Regions from separate parts of the Sus scrofa genome. Here region 2 is linked to region 1. Evidence: chromatin contacts called from public promoter capture Hi-C data. All regions are on one chromosome and are shown on one strand. Each heading gives the region's core, a stretch centred on a gene start, on an enhancer-like site or on the middle of the called end of the contact. The rest is flanking DNA. Distances are from core to core; before and after follow the strand shown. Region 1 holds the start of PUF60 (poly(U)-binding-splicing factor PUF60). Region 2 holds the start of TSTA3 (GDP-L-fucose synthase).

Region 1 (6,747 bases), core at 1,743-4,242:
CTCTGCTGCTTCCCGCTGTGTGATATCAGTCTGCCCATCTGTGCCTCCTTTTTCTCACCTGTAAACATGGAGATAACGGTTCCCACCCTGGAAGGTAGTGAGAACAGTGCCCGGCACACAAGCCCCCTGAATGCACCACTGTCAGATTTCGCAGAGGGTGGGGCTTCTGTCCACCCCACACCCACCCCTTCATCCAGCCACCGTCTTGGAGGCCCCTGCGGTACTTGACCAGCTCTAAGCACTGGAGCATGCTGACGGGTGTGGTGATGCTTGCATTTTCTGCTTTCTGGCTCTGTGATTTTGTTGTTATGCATTCTGGAAGACTCCAACTTGATCTTTCAGCCCTTCTGTCTAACTGTCATGCTCTCATTTAGAGGGGCTCTTCCTGCTCGTCCTTATTGGCTCAATGTCCTTTTTTTTCACCTCTTGTTCTTGATTTTGGATGCAACATCCTCTTGAATATCTCTGAGGATATGGTTTTAGCTTTTCTTTTTTCCTTCTTCTGCTTGCTTTATTGGCTCTGTTCCTTCTGACTCCCTTTCCTTCTCTTGTTTTTTCCTCTTCCTCAGATGTCTGGTGATCCCAGGTTGCCCAGTTGCATTTAAGAATGAGATGAGAAGGGAGTTCCCGTCGTGGCGCAGTGGTTAACGAATCCGACTAGGAACCATGAGGTTGTGGGTTCGGTCCCTGCCCTTGCTCAGTGGGTTAACGATCTGGCGTTGCTGTGAGCTGTGGTGTAGGTTGCAGACGCGGCTCGGATCCCGCGTTGCTGTGGCTCTGGCGTAGGCCGGTGGCTACAGCTCCGATTCAACCCCTAGCCTGGGAACCTCCATATGCCATGGGAGCGGCCCAAGAAATAGCAACAACAACAACAAAAAAGACAAAAGACAAAAGACAAAAAAAAAAAAAAAAAAAAAAAAGAATGAGATGAGGAGATGGAGTTCCTGTCGTGGCTCAGTGGTTAACAAATCTGCCTAGGAACCATGAGGTTGTGGGTTCCATCCCTGGCCTTGCTCAGTGGGTTAGGGATTCGGCGTTGCCATGAGCTGTGGTGTAGGTCGCAGACGCAGCTCGGATCTGGCGTTGCTGTGACTCTGGGGTAGGCTGGCAGCAACACATCCGATTAGATCCCTAGCCTGGGAACCTCCACATGCTGTGGGTGAAGCCCTAGAAAAAGACCAAAAAAAAAAAAAAAAAAAGGTGATGAGATGATCTTAGTGGCTGGAGCTCATTGCCTGGTGAGCTTTGAGGTCAGGGATCCAGCCAGGCCATTCTCCTGACCACCCCCCGAGGCCAGTCTTTTCTTTTGTGTTGGGAGCTGCTGCAGAGATGCTCTTCTGAGAATTGTGGGTGGCACGTGCTTGGGGCCAGACTCGGAGCCAGGAGTGGAGGCGGTGGAAAGGGCAGGAATCTCCATGATGCCCGCATTTCCAGAACAGGACGTCTCCTCCGAAGGCCCTCGAGAGCTCACCTCCTCATCACTTCGGGCAGGGACTGAGGTCGGCCTGGTCTCCGGGTTACAACTGACTTTCACAATGATCCTTTGGGCACTGACTCCAGTGCACTTAAGCAGCTCCCATGGTCCCCTGCCTCCAGCTCCACAGTAGTCCACCTCCGCCTTCATGGGTTTCCGCCTTTACAAAATCCTCTCCTCACCACTTCAGAGAGCCGGGAGAGGAGGACAACACTGTCACGTTTAACTAGCGGTGTCTGTACTTCACGTTAAACTCCCAGCGTTGAGAAGAGGCACTTTCCAGAAAGACACCCAGCTCCTCAGGACACCTGAAGTCACTAGGCTGACAACCCTATGGCCGGAGCTTCACTGAGTCAGGGTCTTGGAATGGGTGTGGCATGCAGCAAACGCCCAGGGCACCCAGAGCCACGGAGGGACACCTGGAGCCTCTAAAACATAGTTCAGGAACTAAGGGGAGTCTGAGCGCATACCTTGCCCATGGGATTGGCTCACAAACATATCTCTTGGGTTGCAGTTCTGACGACTGTACACTGACTCTATGGGGCCATCAGCTTTAATTAAGATGCACTGCTTGGGCATATATCCGGACAAAACTCTACTTAAAAGAGACACATGCACCCGCATGTTCACTGCAGCACTATTCACAATAGCCAGGACATGGAAACAACCCAAATGTCCATCAACAGAGGATTAGATTAGGAAGGTGTATATACACACAATGGAATACTACTCAGCCATAAAAAAGAAAGACCTAATGCCATTTGCAGCAACATGGATGGAACTAGAGACTCTCATACTGAGTGAAATGAGTCAGAAAGACAAAGACAAATACCATATGATATCACTTACAACTGGAATCTAATATCCAGCACAAATGAACATCTCCACAGAAAAGAAAATCATGGACTTGGAGAACAGACTTGTGGCTGCCTGGGGGGAGAGGGAGGAAGTGGGAGGGATCGGGAGCTTGGGGTTATTGGATACAACTTGGAATGGATTTACAAGGAGATCCTGCTGAGAAGCATTGAGAACTGTGTCTTGTTACTTATATTGCAACAGAACAAAGGGTGGGGGGGGGAAATGTATACATGTAAGAGGAACTTGGTCCCCATGCTGTACAGAGGGAAAAAAATTAAATAATAAAACAAGAGAAAAAAAAAAAGATGCACTGCTGTTTTATGAATCACTAGGAAAGAAAATGCTGCCAGTTGGATGAAGACACACCATCCTCTGGTAGGCGCGTTCAGAGAGGGATGATGGAAAGAAGATGCATCTCGCAATCTGAGTCTGATACGGGGCGTTGTCACCTCTTTCAACTGAAGCCCTGGAGGGGGTGCGTGCCGCCCTGCGGGCTGACACCGAGGTTTTCCAGAGAAGGAGGCAGAGAAGCCGAGCGGCGGCAGGGGGCGGAGCGAGGGGCGGGCCGGGACGGACCAAGGCCAGCGGAGGGCGGGGCTGGTGGAGAGCGAGGCCCGGGCGGCGGCGCGCGTCCCCGATACCGGCCCAGCCCCGCCCCTTCCGGCTGCTTCTCCCGGGGAGTTAACTGTCCCTCCCCGCCCCGGAAGTGCGTTTCTTTTCCTTACACGCCGCTGGGGAAAAAGGGACTTTTATCGCGAGAGCTCCGTCCTTTTGAGAGCGCCTCCGCCGGCGCCCAGGTCGCGCGAGACCGCGGCAGGAGCCGAAGCGTGTGCGCGCGCGCGCGGCGGCCGCGACGGGCGCAAGATGGCGACGGCGACCATAGCGCTAGTAAGTGAGCCCCCCTGACCGCGGGCCGCCGCTCAGACGGCGGGAGCGGGTTGGTGGCCCCCCCGGGGCGCCTAGGGCCCCCCCGGGGACGCAGCGGTCGCTCCAGGGCCCCACGCGAGCTCCTGCGGCCTTCGGCCGCGCGAGGCGGGGGCGGGGCGGGGCGGGCGCGAGGCGGAGGCCGGCCCGTGGCCGCAGCTTCCGGCCCGTAGGCTGCAGCTTCCGGCAACGAGCGCGGGAGGGCCCTGCGCGGTAGGGTACCGGGCGCGGCGAGGCGCTGTGCCGCGCGCCGAGCCAGGGTTGTTTACGGTGGGCCGGCCAGGCCCCGACGGGCGGCGTCATGGCGGAGCCAGGCGGCCGTGGTCCCCCTCTGCCGACGGGGTGCGCCTCTGTCCCCGACTTGAAGGCGGGGCTCCTGGGAATGATGGCGTCTCTCCCGCCCCGGCGTGCGGGGGCCTGTAGGAGGGGATTCGGGCTTGGCGAGGAGGGAGACCTTGGCTTCTTGCGTACACCGCTGTGACTGCTCCCCGCTCACGGAATGGTTACCAGCTAACAAGGCCTCCGGCTTACACTCCTCTCCGAGGAAGGGAAGACGTGGCCCGTCATTACATGTTTCCTAAGCAGTTACTTTGTCCCGAGCGCTGCGCAAGGATTTGGGGGAACAGTAGGGAACCAGAGGCAGTCCTAACCCTGTACAGGAGTTTAGTGGACACTGGAGACCAGTTCTTATCCAGGGTGCTCATATACTGGGTGCCCAAAGGAGCCATGCTGGGGGCGGGCACCTGGAGGAAGGAGCTCCTGCGGTGCTTAGTGCTCACCTGCGACCGCCTCCCGGAATGATTAGCGTAGATGGACCACCCCGGTCACGCAGCACTTGCGTGGTGGAGTCCCTTTCACTCTTCTTTCTCCCAGGCTGGTGCCACTGACTACCCCCTAGACTCTTCATAAGACGCTGCATCCCTTTATTTACCTGCCGCCCTCCTCTAACTCATGCTTGGGGATGTGGAGAGGTCTGTTTGAGAAGCTAACTTCCGTAAGTGGCCAAAGGCTGGACTGACAGGGAGGCATCTGAGGGTCAAGGAGTGTACTTAGACTGTCTTGATCAAGCCCCGAGTTGGGGGCTGATGCCACTGGGGCGGAAGCTCCCAGTAGGAGAGAGGCCCTAGGCTCTGAGGTCTGGCCAACCTCACTGTCCTCTTTGTACCATGTGCTGCTTCCCTTTGAAGTCACAGGGGCCACCTGCCTCTGTAGGGAAGTTAGAGATAAAAAGAGAGGGAGGTTGCGGACTCGGCGACTGCCCAGGCCCCAGAGTTGGGTGATGGGAAAGAGGGAGGCTTGGAGACAAGGACCATAACTCTGGGGAAGGTGTGGGAGGCGGAGATGCCAGTGAGGGGGTGCCTCATGCCCGAGCATCCACAGACCTGTGTCAGCGCTGAGCCCTGGCCTTGGTGGGTGCCGGAGGCTGGAGCCTGCAGGACTTCTTGTTGGGGGACTGAGGGTGAGTTGGAGCTTAGCTCTGCGGTGGCATTGGGCCAGTCACAGGAGTGGATGTGGGCAGTGAGTCTGAATCCCATGTGCAGGGGTTTTATTTCTTTTCTGACTGCCCCTTGGCATATGGAGTTCCCAGGCCAGGGATCAGATTGTAGCTGCAGTTGCCACCTAGACCACAGCTGTGGCAACATGGGATCCTTAACCCACTGTGCCTGGCCAAGGATGGAACCTGCGTCCCAGTGCTCTCAAGATGCTGCCAGTCCCGTTGCACCACAGCAGGAACTCCTCGGGGTTTTCAGTAAAGGTGTTCATTGCCTATCCTCATTCTCTCAAGAGGTTAACGTACCTGTGTTAATAAGCACATGTTCACTGTAAAGGCCCAGGCTTAGCTCATCTGCTTCTGGGAATGAGGTCCGGCCTATGGTCCGACATGTTCCTCTTCTATCGTTTTGAATGGATAGGTTTCTAGAAGGGTCGCCTCTTTCGCTCCTGTCCTTTCGAGCATGGTGAGAGCTTATGGCGCATGCATACTGAGCAGTGCTGGCTTGCTGACCTAAGCTGTGGCTTTGGCTCTTGTGGAACGTGGGATGGGGTGGCCCTGAACTTGGCTGACAGTGATCTGCTGGGGAAGGACCTAGGAAGGCATAGAAGTGCCTCTTCTCTCTTGGGTGCCTTCCACCTGGTGGCTGCAGAAAGGGGCCACAGCATCTTCCTATGACCCCTGGACTCAGTCCCGCTTGGGGTTGTGACCCTTGGGTTCCATCTGGCAGTAGTCCCCTCTCCCCTCCACAGGGGCACAGCTGCTTGTCGCCTCGTAGAGAGGCCATCTCTGGCTGCTGTGGCCCAGTTTGCTTCCCTTCTCCCCACCCTGTGCTTGGCTCTCTTCTTAGTGCTCATTAACTACAGAGATAATCTCATGTAGGTGCTGGTTGCTGTGTCTCTTGTCTTGTTTTTGCTGTGTGTGCAGTGCCCTGCGCAGAGCCTGGCCGTGCCGGGGACAGCGTGGCACCAAGGGAAGGGATTGAACGCGTGGAGGCAGCGTCCTGCAGTGGCCCTGCTCTGGGGACCTGACTTGGACGGTCTAGTGACTCTAACAAGCACTGCAACCCATGGATTGCTTGCTTTGTGCAGGGACGCCCTGAGTGCTGGAAGGGGGCCGCCCGCCGTCTTCCCGCAGCCCCAGGAGACAGGCCTGAGGAGCCTGAAGCCTGGAGACCTTAAGTGCTTCACTTTTCTGGTTAGAGAAAAGTTAAGTCGGATGGAAATTATCATTTTGCCCTGGGTTGGTGATCCATGGCAGTGTAGGAGTTTGGTCCTAGAATCGGGGGGCAGTCCTGCACCCCCATTCCCCTGCCTGAGGGGGCGTCTCACTCCTCAAGGCCCTGCTGCCAGGTGCTTGGGGGCTGTGACTGTGTAGCCTGCCTTATTCGTTGCCGGAGGAGGACTGCAGGTGACTAGCTCATGTGTCTGCTTGGAACAGAGTCCCGGGCTCTGTGGGACTGGGGGCTTTGCTTCTGCCACGAATGGGGTGGGACAGCCTTGTTGAATTCCTGGTGGACTGAATTTGCAGAAGTCTCTTCTGAGCACTGTCCTGCTTCGTGTCTTGGCTTTTAGACTAATTTGGGAGGGTAGGAAGTTACTTACAGACGCCCTCAAATTGACCCTGTTAGCAGGGGTCTAGAGGTTGGATTGCACCCCCAGACTGGAGGTGACCTCTGCTCTGGGTGTGTTCCAGGGGCTGCCTGGGGCCCTGGCGGGAAAGCCAGACTGACCTTGTCCCCAGATGCATGCTCCCCCTGGGTGGGACCTGTGCCAGAAGGGCCCCCCTTTGTCTCTCTCTCGAGGGCGCACTTTCTAAGCAGCAGTGGTGTCACGCTCGGAGGGGTTCCAGGGCAGGAGCAGGGCTGGGGCGGCCGCAGCGGCCACCACCCCGGCCATGTCTCTGGTGCGGGCAGGCTCACGCTGCTGTTTCTCCTTTGAGGCCGGAGCTCCTGAGACATATGGCGCTGGCCAAGTCACCCCCACCTTAGGCGTTGTGC
Region 2 (6,747 bases), core at 2,765-5,264, 140 kb after region 1:
AGCAAGGAAAGCAGCCCTGGGGCTTGGACCTGTGGGGGGCCCAGGAAGGAGAGACCCCGGGAGGCCCTGGCACAGGTGACTGAGGGGAGCCATGGGCTCAGGCTGTTCAGTATGTACGGTCAGTATATGCAGCTGGAGTTGTGAGCAGCTGAACAGGACAGCCACAGAGTCCTAGTGCACTCTCGTTGGTTCATCCTGTGTGGTCACCCAGGTAATGGGCACCTACCCTGTGGCAAACAGGCAGCCAGGTAGCAGTTAAGGAGTAAAGGCTGCGGTTGTTGCCTCCCCGTCATTACAGGTTGCGGGAGGCTTTCTGGGAGCCAGCACTGTGCCAGGCGCTTTACAAATTGTGCCTCACTTTCCCCCCAGCAACCCAATGGGATGAGCTATCAAAACCCTCAACTGCAAGGAACCCAACCACCCTTGCCAAAGTTGGGGGGCTCTTGGCTCAAGCTGTGAAAGTTAGGGGTGGGGTTCTCAGTGCTATGGGCCTCAGGCACAGGGGTGAAAGCCAGAATATTTCACATTGCTGGGCCCGACATCCAGCTTCCTAGGTAGGTCATGGCCCGCTGGTGACCAAAGCACAATGGGGACCCATCTGCCCCCCCCAAAGGGAACCTTCTCTACTTCTCACCACACTTCTGACAGCAAATGTGTGTGTCTTGGGGGGGGTTGTGTTCCCACACCAACCAGCTCGCCAGAGCAGGAGCAGCACGAGGGACGGGATTGTTTCTCCACCGCAGTTGGCGTGGGCATGTCCGGCCATCTCCACGACGAGCGGGTCGCCCTGGTCTGCCTGCTCGGGCCAGCATCACCCGGTGGCCTGCGGATCGGGCGTGGCAGTGGCACTTCCCTGGACAGACGGATGCTCTGAAAGCCCGTTTTCAAGGGCATCCAGATTTTAAAACTTCAAACGTAGGTCGTGGGCTTTGTTTTCAGCACAGGTGTGTTCTAAATGCCTTCGAGGTCCGAAGGGGCTACGGGGCTTTCGGGTCGACTTTGATCACGCAGCAGCCCTGAGCACCTGGTCGCAACTCTAGACTTCATTTGGTTCTGGCGCTGTTTTCAGATGCTGATTTGCCGCAGCGGGATGGGATGTTTCCATCTTAGGCCGCTCGGCCCTGGTGCTCCTGTAGCACCGAAGGCTTTACTCGCTCAGCTTCACGTTCCTGTAAGCTGCCTTTTGGGTTATGTCGGGCAAGGTGAAACATTAAGAATGTGCCTTTCGTTTGAACTGTTCTTTTTTCAGCCACTGTTCTTAACTTTACAGAGTAAGGTTGCGTAGTAGGGATGTCTTCTGTAAATAATCACAGGAAAACAACTCACACCCATGGTGGTGAAGGTGAGGGACACGAAGTGCGTCAGGCCAGTGGTCCTCAAACACACAGGAGGAGATGAAAGTTTGTTGGCAAAGGCTGCCTGAGCTTCGGGGGAAGGGCACTGTGCCCGGGATCTCCCACTGACCCCTTGGCATTCCTGGATGCCCCCCACCCTGAGGCTGAGGGTCCCCGTGCACAGTGAGGCTCTAAATGTGCTCCGACATTCCATAAGCTAATTACGAAGCAACCCGTGACCATTGAGGAAATATAAAAAATGCAAATATAAAAGTAAAACATAACAGGGAGTGTTATCTTGGAGTCCTCTTATTTTGGCTCTTTAGGAACCCTTAGGCCGCCAGGGAAAATGGCCATGGAAAGGGGGTGTGGGATTTGGGTACCCCCGTGGCCACAGTGTTTTCATCCAGGCTATCTAGACTCAAAGCTTTAAGTAGAGAAAACGTCCCCAAACAAAAGAAACATGTGATCTCAATCCTGAAAGACCTTCTTGCAAACTAAGAAAAACAAGAGAGCTCTCGAGGGCTAACCTCAGAGGCACTGTGCGAACATCGAGAACAGACACGTACGCCACTGAGAGAGAAGTCAGTGAGACTCAGATTCAACGACAAAAACCGTAACGCTTTCTGCATGTGCTTCCTTAACACGTCATCGTCATCTTTTTTTGGGGGGGAGTCTTTTTAGGGCTGTACCCCTGGCATGTGGTTCCCAGGCTAGGGGACACAGCCACAGCAATGCCAGATCACAGCCACATCTACAACCTACACCACAGCTCACGGCAACGCCAGATCCTTAACCCACTGAGGGAGGCCAGGCATCAAACCCACAACCTCATGGTTCCTAGTCGGATTCGTTTCTGCTGCGCCACGACGGGAACTCCAGTTCGGGTTTTTTCATCAATGCTCTTTGTTAAGTTGAGGAAGTTCCCTTTTATTCCTAGTTTGAGTGTTCTTATCATGAAAGGGTGTTAGAGTTTGTCAAATGCTTTATCTGTATCAACTAAAATGATAGTGTGTTGGAGTTACCTTCGTGGTGCAGTGGTTAACCAATCTGACTAGGAACCATGACGTTGCGGGTTCGATCCCTGGCCTTGCTCAGTGGGTTGAGGATCCAGCGTTGCCGTGAGCTGTGGTGTAGCTCGCAGACACGGCTCGGATCCCGCGTTGCTGTGGCTCTGGTGTAGGCCGGTGGCTACAGCTCCGATTCGACCCCTTGCTGGGAACTCCATATGCCGCAGGAGCAGCCCAAGAAATGGCAAAAAGACAAAAATAAATAAATAAATAAATAAAATAGAATGATAGTGTATTTTTTCCTTTGTTCTATTAATGTGGTGTATTACATTGATTTTTCTTTTCATTTTTGGCCACCCCTAAGCTTCCTGGCCCAGAGATCAGATGCAAGCTGCAGTTTCAACCTAAGTGGGATCCTTAACCCACTGTGCAGGACCAGCCATTAAACCTTCGTCCCAGCGCTGCCAAGATGCCGCTGATCCCACTGTACCACAGCAGGAATTCCTACATTTATTCTTTTGAATATTGGACCATCTCTTGAATTTTAGAAATAAATCCCATTTAAGCATAGTGTATAATCCTTACTGTGCTGCTTGATTCCTTTTTTTTTTTTTTTTTTCCCTCTTAGGGCCGCACCTGTGGCATATGGAGGTTCCCAGGCTAGAGGTCGAAATGGAGCTGCAGCTGCCAGCCCACACCACAGCCACAGCAACGTGGGAACCAAGCTGAGTCTGCGACCTACCCCTCGGCTCACAGCAACGCTGGATCCTTAACCCACTGATCGAGGCCATGGATCGAACCCGCATCCTTGTGGATCCTAGCCAGGTTTGTTAAGTGCTAAGCCAGGAAGGGAACTCCTGTTTGATTCCCTTTACTATTTTTTTTTTTTCTTCCTGGCAGCACCTGCAGAATATGAAAGTTCTCTGGCCAGGGGTCAAATCCGTGCAGAAATGCGGCAGTGACAACACCAGATCCTATCACCTCCTGCCACCTGAGAACTTCAGCGCTCCTGTCCTGAGGTCGAATTTCTTCTTCATCAGTGAAACCTCAATTTGGTTCTTAAGCTTTCAAAACCGACTACATGAGGCTCACTTTAGGGAGGAAAGTCTCGTGTTCTTTTTTTCCTTTTTTGGGGGGGGGGGGCTGCAGTTGCGGCACATGGAAGTTCCCAGGCTAGGGTAGAATGGGAGCAGCTGCTGACCTACACCACAGCCGCAGCAACAGGGGGTCCGAGCGGCATCTTCGACCCACACCACAGCTCAGCTCACTGAGCAAGGCCAGGGATCAACCCGAATCCTCATGGACATTAGTCGGGGTCCTTAGGGCTGAGCCACCACGGGAACTCCATGGAGTATGTTTTGTCTTTTTAATGTCCTCCGGTAGAGTATCAGAGTTGCAACTGCTTCTCACAAACACGCGGTTTTTGACCTAGGAAAGCAATGAGGAGTCGAAGCTCCCGCATTCTTACCGGTTGTTGGCTCTGCCGCTACTCCTCCCCGACAGCCCGCGGCGTTTCAGAGATGTGCGGCTTCTCCGCCCTGCCATCGCCCCCTCCGTTCCCGAGCCTCCGCTGTGTGAAGGCGAAGTCCGGGTCCGCGTGGGGAGGGGTCGGGGACGCACGGAGCCGGCGAGAACTACACTTCCCAGGATGCTGCGCGGCCCTGGACTCCACTTCCCAGCAGCGCCCGGGGCGCCTTCCGAGGACTCCATTTACCAGAGGACCGCAGGAGGGCGCCCCCTGGTCCCGCCCCCTCCCCGGTCCCGCCGCGTGGCTGGAGAGTCGGCCCGCGCCGGAAGCCGCTCTCCCGGCCAGGGGAAGGTGGGGAAGGGTGCAGGTGAGGTGGCGCGGGGTACCAAGGGGACCCCGAGGGTGTGGCGTGGCGAGCCGGCGCCTGGGCCTTGGGTGCCCCTGACCGCCGAGAGGCCTGAGGGGTGCCCGAGGGGTGGCCGGAGCCAGGGCTGAGAGAGGCCTGGGAGTGAGGGAGGGGGCCCAGCTGCCAGATGCCGGTGGGCGTGGAGGGGGCCCCCGGAGCCCAGGAGGGGATCCGGGGGCGTGGGAAGCTCCTGCAGTATGTGGTGGGGTCTACCTGCGGGCCTGCTGTTGGACTGCCTTCTGGTCGGGGATGCCCGCGGGCCCCTGCACTGGGGTCAGAGCTGTACAGTAGGGGCCTGAGCAGATTTCCAGCCCCCAGGATAGAGTCCTCAGAGGTGGTTGCGCCCTGAGGTCTGTCCACTTCTGAGTTAGAAGCGTGACTTGTCCACAAGGAACCAGGCCCTTGAAGGCTCTCTCGGACCAGCCTTCCCCGGCTGGGCGCCGCTTCTACCCGGTCTAGAATATGTGAGTGGAGGTTGGGAGCAGAATGCCTAGGCCAGGAGCCCCCAGCCCCAAGGTTGGCTGCCCCCCCACCTTGTCAGCCAGGAGGGAGCCGGATGTTCCTTTTCTTGGCCCAGTGAAGGTCAGCATTGGGCTTGGAGGGCAGAGGCTGGCTCTCCTAGCTGGACGGTAGCCCCAGGGCCCCTGGTGCAGCTCTAGGCAGAGGGCTCTCTGGGGATCTGGGCTGGGAGGAGGGAATGACTCAGGCTAGCTGGGTCTGTTTAGTCCCTAGCAGGCAGTGTCCCTTCCCTGGTGACTTCAGTTGGTGCCACTCGCCCCAGGGAGTCTCAGGCCAGCCCTGGGAAGTCATAGCGGGGCCCAGCGCTGAGGGCAGTGTCCCCAGGCAGGGCGTCCAGGGGGAGTGGGTCCTGTTGGGTGGGAGCATGATGGCCTCAGCCTCACACCATTTGGCCCTACAGGTGCAGCCAGCATGGGCGAGCCCCAGAGGTCCACGCGGATCCTAGTGACTGGGGGCTCCGGGCTGGTGGGCAGAGCCATCCAGAAGGTGGTAGCAGATGGAGCCAGGCTGCCCGGAGAGGACTGGGTGTTTGTCTCCTCCAAGGATGCCGACCTCACGTGAGTGGGCTCGTCCCCGAAGCACCCCTCCAAGCCCACTGCAGCCTGAGGGCTCCAGGCCGGGCCCGGGAGCCTCACGTCCGGGCCCTCCCTGCCAGGTGGCCAACCTGGCCTGGGTGTGTGCAGCTTTGTTTCTGAGCAAACTTCCTGGAGGCCCACACCCGCACACCAGTAAGGGCCTGACCTGGCCGCTCTCCCGTTTGGCAGCCGCTCCCACTATTGGCCCTGCCTGGCTCATGCCCCCAATGCCTTGAGCCAGGATGCTCATTCCCTTGGGCCTCCAAGTGGCCCCTGACGGCCTGGCTCCCCCCAGGAATGCTGCACAGACCCGGGCACTGTTTGAAAAGGTCCAGCCCACACACGTCATCCATCTTGCTGCCATGGTGGGGGGCCTCTTCCGGAACATGAAATACAATTTGGACTTCTGGGTAAGCGAGGGGCTCCAGTGAACACTGGGAGCCAGGACCTGGGATTCTGGGAACTTCCTGGCCAAATGTCCATGCCACAGTCCTGGGGACACCCCTGAGGGTCAGGACCTGGCACAGCTGGGTGGGGCAGCCCCCGAGGGGCCCCCAGTGACCCACTCTTGGTCTCTAGGCAGAGGGGCACCCAGAGGGCCTGGGGGCATTTGGCCCAATAGGAAAGCCAGAAAGCTGACCTGGGGATGGGGAAGCTGAGAGAAACCAGCGTTCACGTGTGGCTGGCGCTGGCTCCTGTGCCTGCAGACCCTCCTGCTCCCCAGCAGTCCAGCCCGTGACTGAGCCAGGCCCGTGGTGCACCCCAGGGTGCAGAGGTGTGAGCTGGTCTCTGGGTCTGCAGCATGTGCCCTGAGGGCTTGGACGTGTGGGGCAGGGGCTGACGGAGAGCTGGGCTCTGCCCACGGCCTTGCCCTCACCTGGCTTTGCCCCGACAGTTGGCCCCAGCACCTCCGCCTCTGACCTTTGGTGTGGTTCGGCCCTGCATCAGGACTGGGGCCCCAGTCACCACAGGGCCCTCCTTGTCTTAGTGCCAGCCTTCCCAGAAGGCTGTCTGGCCACCCAGGTACCCTGGCCAGCTCAGGTCCCTGGAAGGGGGAGTGCGGTCGTCGGAGGGGTGTGGCTGGCTAAGGTTCACTGCTCCTGGGCAGCAGAGCCGGGGAAGCTGGGGGGTGGGAGCAGAGGGTCAGCCCTGAGTTGTAGGGGCCTTTCCTCCGGGCCCTCCCCCAGCCTCAGGGGAGGCAAGCGTGGACCCTCTTACAGCCGTGTAGGTAGAGCTGCCTGCCAGGACCACCAGGCTGGGAAGGGCCCCTCGGAGCAGTTAGAACCAGAACCGATGGCTCAGATACTGTCCCTGCTTCGGCCCCTGGAGGAGCCGGAAGGGCTGGGGTTCGGCCTGCAGGGCCCTGATCCCGTCCCCGCCCCGCAGAGGAAAAACGTGCACATCAACGACAACGTGCTGCACTCGGCCTTCGAGG

Evidence for each region. Promoter capture Hi-C pulls out the DNA fragments that hold promoters and counts their contacts.
Region 2: a promoter capture Hi-C map of fetal skeletal muscle shows a contact between it and region 1, with 4 times the contacts expected there. The contact joins the promoter of TSTA3 here to the promoter of PUF60 in region 1. A contact is called at or near these places in 2 of 5 promoter capture datasets (fetal skeletal muscle and liver) and 2 of 2 datasets of contacts at active chromatin or transcription factors (alveolar macrophages and skeletal muscle).

What each region holds. Positions count from the first base shown.
Region 1 is chr4:809,145-815,891 of Sscrofa11.1, forward strand. It overlaps PUF60 (poly(U)-binding-splicing factor PUF60), which reads left to right and starts at 2,993. Exons shown (of 10, transcript XM_021090445.1): 1 at 2,993-3,220. The coding sequence starts at 3,197.
Region 2 is chr4:946,933-953,679 of Sscrofa11.1, forward strand. TSTA3 (GDP-L-fucose synthase) reads left to right here and starts at 4,015. Exons shown (of 11, transcript XM_021090527.1): 1 at 4,015-4,179; 2 at 5,138-5,294; 3 at 5,608-5,722; 4 at 6,699-6,747. The coding sequence starts at 5,149. ZNF623 (zinc finger protein 623) reads right to left here and starts at 3,978. Exons shown (of 2, transcript XM_021090510.1): 1 at 3,813-3,978. It overlaps LOC102165528 (a long non-coding RNA gene), which reads left to right. Exons shown (of 6, transcript XR_002343676.1): 4 at 1-75; 5 at 744-944; 6 at 2,709-2,928.